Regions from separate parts of the Hordeum vulgare genome. Here region 2 is linked to region 1. The links are chromatin contacts, called in public Hi-C maps. All regions are on one chromosome and are shown on one strand. The core of a region is the stretch at or near the end of the contact, and the rest is flanking DNA. Distances in the headings are between cores, read along the strand shown. Region 1 holds the start of LOC123411206 (far upstream element-binding protein 1-like). Region 2 holds the start of LOC123407405 (phospholipase SGR2).

The links. A called contact is a pair of places that touch in the nucleus more often than the background predicts.
Region 2: a contact with region 1 is called in a Hi-C map of seedling, with 7 times the contacts expected there. The contact joins the promoter of LOC123407405 here to the promoter of LOC123411206 in region 1. A contact is called at or near these places in 5 of 6 Hi-C or Micro-C datasets (leaf, seedling and an unstated tissue) and 1 of 1 datasets of contacts at active chromatin or transcription factors (embryo).

The regions. Positions count from the first base shown.
Region 1 is chr7H:434,124,851-434,128,093 of MorexV3_pseudomolecules_assembly, reverse strand. LOC123411206 (far upstream element-binding protein 1-like) reads left to right here and starts at 1,754. Exons shown (of 7, transcript XM_045104150.1): 1 at 1,754-2,083; 2 at 2,248-2,480; 3 at 2,831-3,016; 4 at 3,125-3,220. The coding sequence starts at 1,834.
Region 2 is chr7H:434,373,577-434,376,819 of MorexV3_pseudomolecules_assembly, reverse strand. It overlaps LOC123407405 (phospholipase SGR2), which reads right to left and starts at 1,777. Exons shown (of 23, transcript XR_006612595.1): 1 at 1,320-1,777; 2 at 808-908; 3 at 360-518.

The DNA.
Region 1 (3,243 bases), core at 505-3,004:
CACACAAGCGACATCTTGATAAGGTAGCAACATGTACATATATATTTCATGACAACAACCGGTCACTCAACTAATATGAAAAAAAGGAAAAACCTGGAAATTGCTTTTGGAGCTCAGTCTTTGTGGAGGCCTTTAAATTTGAAATCCAAAATCCATAAAAATTTCATATGTTTACATTTAAAAAAAATCAAAAAACAATATAGAGATAAGGGAGGACGTAACACACACGTGTGTAAATTTCCAGGAAAAAATACGTTGAAATGAAGCATGTACAAAAAAGAAAAATCTGAAGCTTTTTAACACATGGTATTATTCATTGTCGCAGGCCATGAATTTGTCTTTTTTATGTAGATCATATTTTAATGTATTTCATCTTAAAAATTCACACATATACACGTAACATCCTTCTTTACTTGCATTCATTTTAGATTTTTTTGAAACTAAATATTTGAAATTTGATTTTAATTTTTTTTCAAGCTCCACGATGCTCGGCCTTCAAAGTCCGTTCTCCAAAAAACCATGTTATCAAACACACCCAAATTCGTATCTTTGCGTATATGACGCTTTAGAACAATGCTGAACCATCATAATAAGAGCGAAAAACATATAAGTACAAAAGGAAAGACAAAAAATGCTTTGTTTTTTCAATTACAATCACGTACACCTCCGTCCTAAATATACGATATTTTAAAGATTTCATTATAAACTACTCCCTTTATTTTAAAATAAGTTTTTAAGCTAAGAAAAGATAAAAAAAATAGGTCTATATACATCTATATGTAGTGCATATTAAAATCTTTAGAAAATATTATATTTGGGAATGGAGGAAGTATTATTTACTGCACGCGAACTAACTCAAATACGCGTCTCTCCATGGCACACATAAGATCTTGAGCTTTAGAAGTAAAAATTATTTATAGTGTGCTTGTGGAATCCTTTACAATCACGTACTCCCTCTGTTCCTAAATATAAGTTTTTAGAGATTTTACCAGTGAACCTCGTATAAAGTAAAATGAATAAATTTACCGTCTAAAACATGTTTACATGCATTCATATGTAGTTTCTTAATGAATTCTCTAGAAATGCTTATATTTAAGAACGGATAAAGTATTATTCACTACATGTGAACTAAGGCCCTGTTTGGAACCATAATAGATCATGATAATCTGAATTATGAAGATAGATTATATAATCTGGTTTATAAAAATAATCTAGGTGGACATGTTTGAAGTCCAGATTATATAAATTGTAATTCAGGTCTTACATTGCATAATGACCTGTCTGCCCTCTGTTTTTTTAAAAGAGAAGGATGGTGGTGGTAGGAATGCAATTATCTCCAACTTTACAAGGGTAATGGGTCATTAGCAATCCATAATCTGATTTTAGCTGGTGTAGAATAGATTATGAGTTTTTAATAATCTATCCATCTAGTTTTTATAATCTACATCATAATCTGTTCTATTTGGAGACAGAATAGATTATAAAAACTGGATTATATAATCTGGGTGGTTTCAAACAGGGCCTAACTCAAATACGTGTCTTTCAGTGGCGCATGTAAGATCTCGAGCTTTAGAAGTAAAAATTCTCAAAAATACTTATATTTAAAAACGGAGGGAGTATTATTCACTACCTGTGAACTAACTCAAATACGTGTCTCTCCATGACGCACGTAAGATCTTGAGCTTTAGAAGTAAAAATAAAAATACGCCTCCGACCACGCTTTTATATAACCAAGACAGGCCGGGACACGGGCTCCTCTCTCGCATATCCCCACAGGCGCCTCCACACCCCCGTACGAAAACCGGAGGCGAAAACCCTCAAACCCTAATCCCCATGGCGGACTCAGACGCATCGGCGCCGCCGCCAGAGGCAGCGCCCGAGGTGAAGATTCCAGTCGTAGACCTCGTCGACGCCGTGGAGGAAGACGCCGCATCTGACCCTGCGGCAGCCGCCCCCACGCCACCAGAGTCTGCCGAGGCCGATGGCGACCACAAGAGGAAGCTCGATGAGGTCGACGCGGGCGCGGAGGCGAACGGCGCCGGGGAGGACGCCAAGCGGCCGCGCGTGGAAGGCAACGGCGCAGGTTAATCTCTCTCGCACCCCACCCCTCTCTATCCACGTGCGCGTTGTACCTAGGGTTCAGTGTCTCGTCTCGGCGATGACCCTCTCGTTTCGGAGATGGTCGGTTTCGTCTTAAGCTTGGAATCGTAATCCGTCTGATCCGTTCGTTATCTCTGTTGGGATCAGATGCCGTGCAAAACAGCGAGTCCTTCGAGAAGCCCGAGGAGCCCGTCTCTGTGGTTACCGAGGGTGCGGCAGATGCCCAGAATGCTGAGGTTGCTCCTGCCGGCGATCTGCAGACAAGTTCTGAGGTCAAGCCACAGGAGGCCGCAACTGAAGCACCGCCACAACAGCAAGAAGGTGATGCAACCGGTGCCCTGCAGGAGACTACCCGCCTAATTGATGTGCCCAATACCAAGGTATAACAGTGTCATAGATGAAATCTGTTTTTTGTTGTCGGGTTCTGCTTCATATCAAAATTTGGTAGCCAGTATTCTGTGGGAAACACAAGAGGAAACATAGAAAGCATCAAATACAGAATAACATCCGTGTCTACTACTCCCTCTGTACCTAAATATAAGTCTTTCTAAAGATTCCACTAGTGGACTACATACGGATGTATATAGACATATTTTAAAATATAGATTCATTCATTTTGCTTCGTATGTAGACCACTAGTCAAATCTCTTAAAAGACTTATATTTAGGAACGGATGGAGTATTGATTTACACACGTAATTTGCTTATGCTGATGGTGGAAATTCGTGCAGGTCGGTGTTCTAATAGGAAAAGCTGGTGAAACAATCAGAAACCTGCAAATGAGCTCAGGCGCAAAGATCCAAATCACAAAGGATGCAGATGTTTCTTCAGATGCCATGACTCGTCCAGTTGAATTGGTTGGAACTGTCGAGAGTATTGACAAGGCCGAGCAGCTTATTAAGAGTGTTATAGCTGAGGTATGCTAAATATATCAACTTTCTCATGGGTTTGAAGTAGTTCACGTTCGCTGAACTTATATCTGTAGAAGTTCATCTCTAAGGCTCCATCCAATGCATATATTCCAGGCTGAGGCTGGCGGTTCCCCTGCCTTGATAGCCAAAGGTTTTGGGTCTGGTCAGTCAGGTTCAGAGCAGTTTGAGATGCTAGTCCCTGATAATAAGGTTAGTTTTCAATGTTGGCGAAG
Region 2 (3,243 bases), core at 528-3,027, 250 kb before region 1:
GTAATGAAAATTTCTGGAATCTGTCAAAAAAAGATTTCCTCGCAATCAGCTCTACCCCAATACCACTGCCACCTCTTCTCTTACTTTAAAATAAAAAATAAAAAACACACGCGCGGGGGCTCAGCCAAGGGCACGGCGTGCTGCCGCGCCTTCTGCCTGCTAGTATTGTTATATGGCTGTAATATGGTATTGATTTTTTTTTTACTTTCAAGTATGTTAGCTAGTGAAAAAATAATGTCATAACTGCATACACTATGTAGAATGTAATATGGATGATAGATACGTAAGTCTTTTGCAAATGAAGAAGAGAGCCTGGTAGCGTATGAGTAGTGACGGATATACTAGATAAAAATACCAACCTCATAGAGTCCACCTTTCACAGGAACGCCAACCCTCTCCTCCTCCACCTTATACAAATATTCAGAGTCTGACATATCAGCTTTAACCAAGGAACCTGTTGGCCCTTCACTGCATTCTGCATACTCCCTCCACCAGTACCCCAGCAGCGATTCCTCTCTCTACAAACCAGTAATACAATGATGATATAACAAATATGAAGATTATAGCCCCCCTTACATTATAAAGGGGATACAGACTAGAAAATAAACCAAGTCAAAGAAAATAAACTAGCACAGCCCAAACCTAGAATAACACAATGGAATCCCTTGTGCTGCCAATGTTATTGCTTCTAAGTGAACTGTATTTCAAAAGTTGCGGCATTGCAGCTAGCTATAGCGGAGTCACTACAGCTTATGTGATCTTGCGAATAAACATTCAGAAGTAAATAATCAGCATTAAAGTAGTTACCTCTAAGAAAGACGCCTCCAATGCCAAGCAGTCCCTCATGCTGAACCTGAAATAGTCTCCTTTCCCAACTATCTCCATCCGTGGAACTGAAGCAGAGAGCACTGCATCAACAGGCAACCACACAAGACCATCAAGGGTCAGTTCAGCAACAGGTTTAACTTCACACATCGTTAATTCAGCAGTTCACTTCACACGAACTATTAACAAACACTGTAAAGTAGCTTGTTGATGGCCGCTGCATGGATCATAAATTACGAGCCCAAGTAGCAGATTTAGGGGACCGCACAAACGTGTGTTTTGGCATTACATCACGCCATTCGTTAAGAGTCCAATCAGATGCTGGTTCACATGAAACCTACAACCCAATTAGCGTCAGGTGATCATGGGATCGGAGAACCAGGGCACCGATGGTGAGTACGACGCATCAGATTAATTAGCAGGCCTCTAGTATATGAAACTGGGTCGTTTGGAGTAAGCAGGAGGGGAGGGGGGAGGGAGGGAGGGAGGCACACCTCTGTCCCCGAGGGGGAGCTTGCAGAAGTACCAGCGGACGTCCTCGCCGTCGGAGGGGCTCTTGGTGCGAGCGAGGTACTTGCGGCGGGCGGCGCAGTGCTCGATCGCGTCCTCGAGCCTGGCGATGTTGGACGGCGTGTTCCGCAGCGAGTCCGGCGAGGCGCCCTCCGGGTGGGGCGCGTGGCTCGTGGACGCGTCGTCCCCCGGGGAGGTGCTCCGCGCCCAGCTCTCGTCCGGCCTCGCCATGCGCGCCGGTTCGAATTCGGGGGCGCCGGCGAGGGAAGGAGGCGGCGGTGGGACGGGAGTGAGACGGCGAGGTGGGTCTCCTCGCTCGCCGTGGGTCGGAAGGAAGGAAGGAACGGGACGGGACGGATCCGGATGGTTCCTCCCGGTCTGACTCACACGCCCAGCTCAACCGCCGGTCGTCTGCTCGTGTCACGGAAGCGGCGGACCAATGGTTCTGTCTACACAGTTTACGTTTCTTTTTTCTTTTAACACCTTGTTTTTGACAATAGAAGAAGGGACCCAACACTTTGGAAATCCAAAATTCGCCTCCGATAAGCACATGACTCCGCGCGTCAAAAATGCTTTTTCCAAATGTAAAAAATTCAAAAAAAATTGTGTGTTCTTGGTTACATTTAAATTCCTCCGTAAACTTTTATGTGGAAAACTTTAGCATTGTGACATGTGAAAAAAAGTCAAACACGAAATCTTACCTTCAGAAGTCATTGGCGAAGCGTTGCTATTCTTCGGAGCCAAAACAGTCCTCTAACACTTCATTTATAAAATACTTCCTCCTTTTCGGTTTATAGGGCTCAAATCTGAAATCTCATCAACCAAGGTGAACTGTGAGTGGATGACACTAGTTCTAACTAGCTAATGAAACGTTTCTCACATATTCAATTTTCAAGGCAATAAATATAGCATCCTCCCTTTCATTGGACTTGCATGATGCATGTAGAAAAAGATGCATGCATGGCCGCTAATTTGCTTTCCCTTATCTCTATGAATTAAACTAGCAAAAATGCCCGTGCGTTGCAACGGGACAAAATGAGTTGACATTCTTCGTTGTAAAGCAATTACATTTGGTAGAGATTAAGTTTCATGATGACATAAAAATGGATCAATTAAGAATAGAATTACTTGGGGTGCTAGTTCGGAACAGGGGACATGAATCCTAGTCAACTAATTTGGTGAACAACCCTATCTTTAGATAAGCATATTGATAGCAGCAATAGCATACTGATTTACTAATATGAGATGGCGTCCAACCAGATTGTTGTGCCATAGGAAGGATAGCTATACTAATTCCTCCTCCTTCCTCCGTCGATCTCTCCCTCCCCTCTTTTTATTACACAAAGACTGCTGGTAGTGTCGGAGGGGTCTTCAGGCTACTCCGTTGCTGCACAAGCCGGCAACCAATTTCTGTTCTTTGGTTCCTTCCTCGTTGGCAGGTGGTAGCAGCAGCCTGCACAAACCGGCAGCCAATTTGTATCAACTCGTAGAAGGGTTGTTCTCGTCGGCTTCTTGCTGAACCGTCACCCGTCGTTGTCGTCGCCCTATGCTACGTAGCAGGCCGTGGGGGTCTCCTGGAGTGTGCAGCCGTGGTGGCTGGCCAGAGCAGCAACACCCCCCTGTCGGTGCTGAAGTAGAGGACGTGCCATGGCATCGTGCTTCAGATCCGGCCAGCAGCCTCGCTGCATACCCGATTCACAAGTCCGCAAGCTCCGGCCCACCCCCGCCCCTGTACCATTCCCTCCCCATCCCTGCCCCCGCCCCTCTTCTCCCCATCCATCTTCCACCTCGCGGAGCGCAGCCACCGGACCACCGCGAAAGGTGAGGAGCAGGACGGGCGTGGGGGGCGTTATCCACTTAAAAGGACCGCATGATGAATACCCCAAACCATTGGGCCTTTTTTGCAAA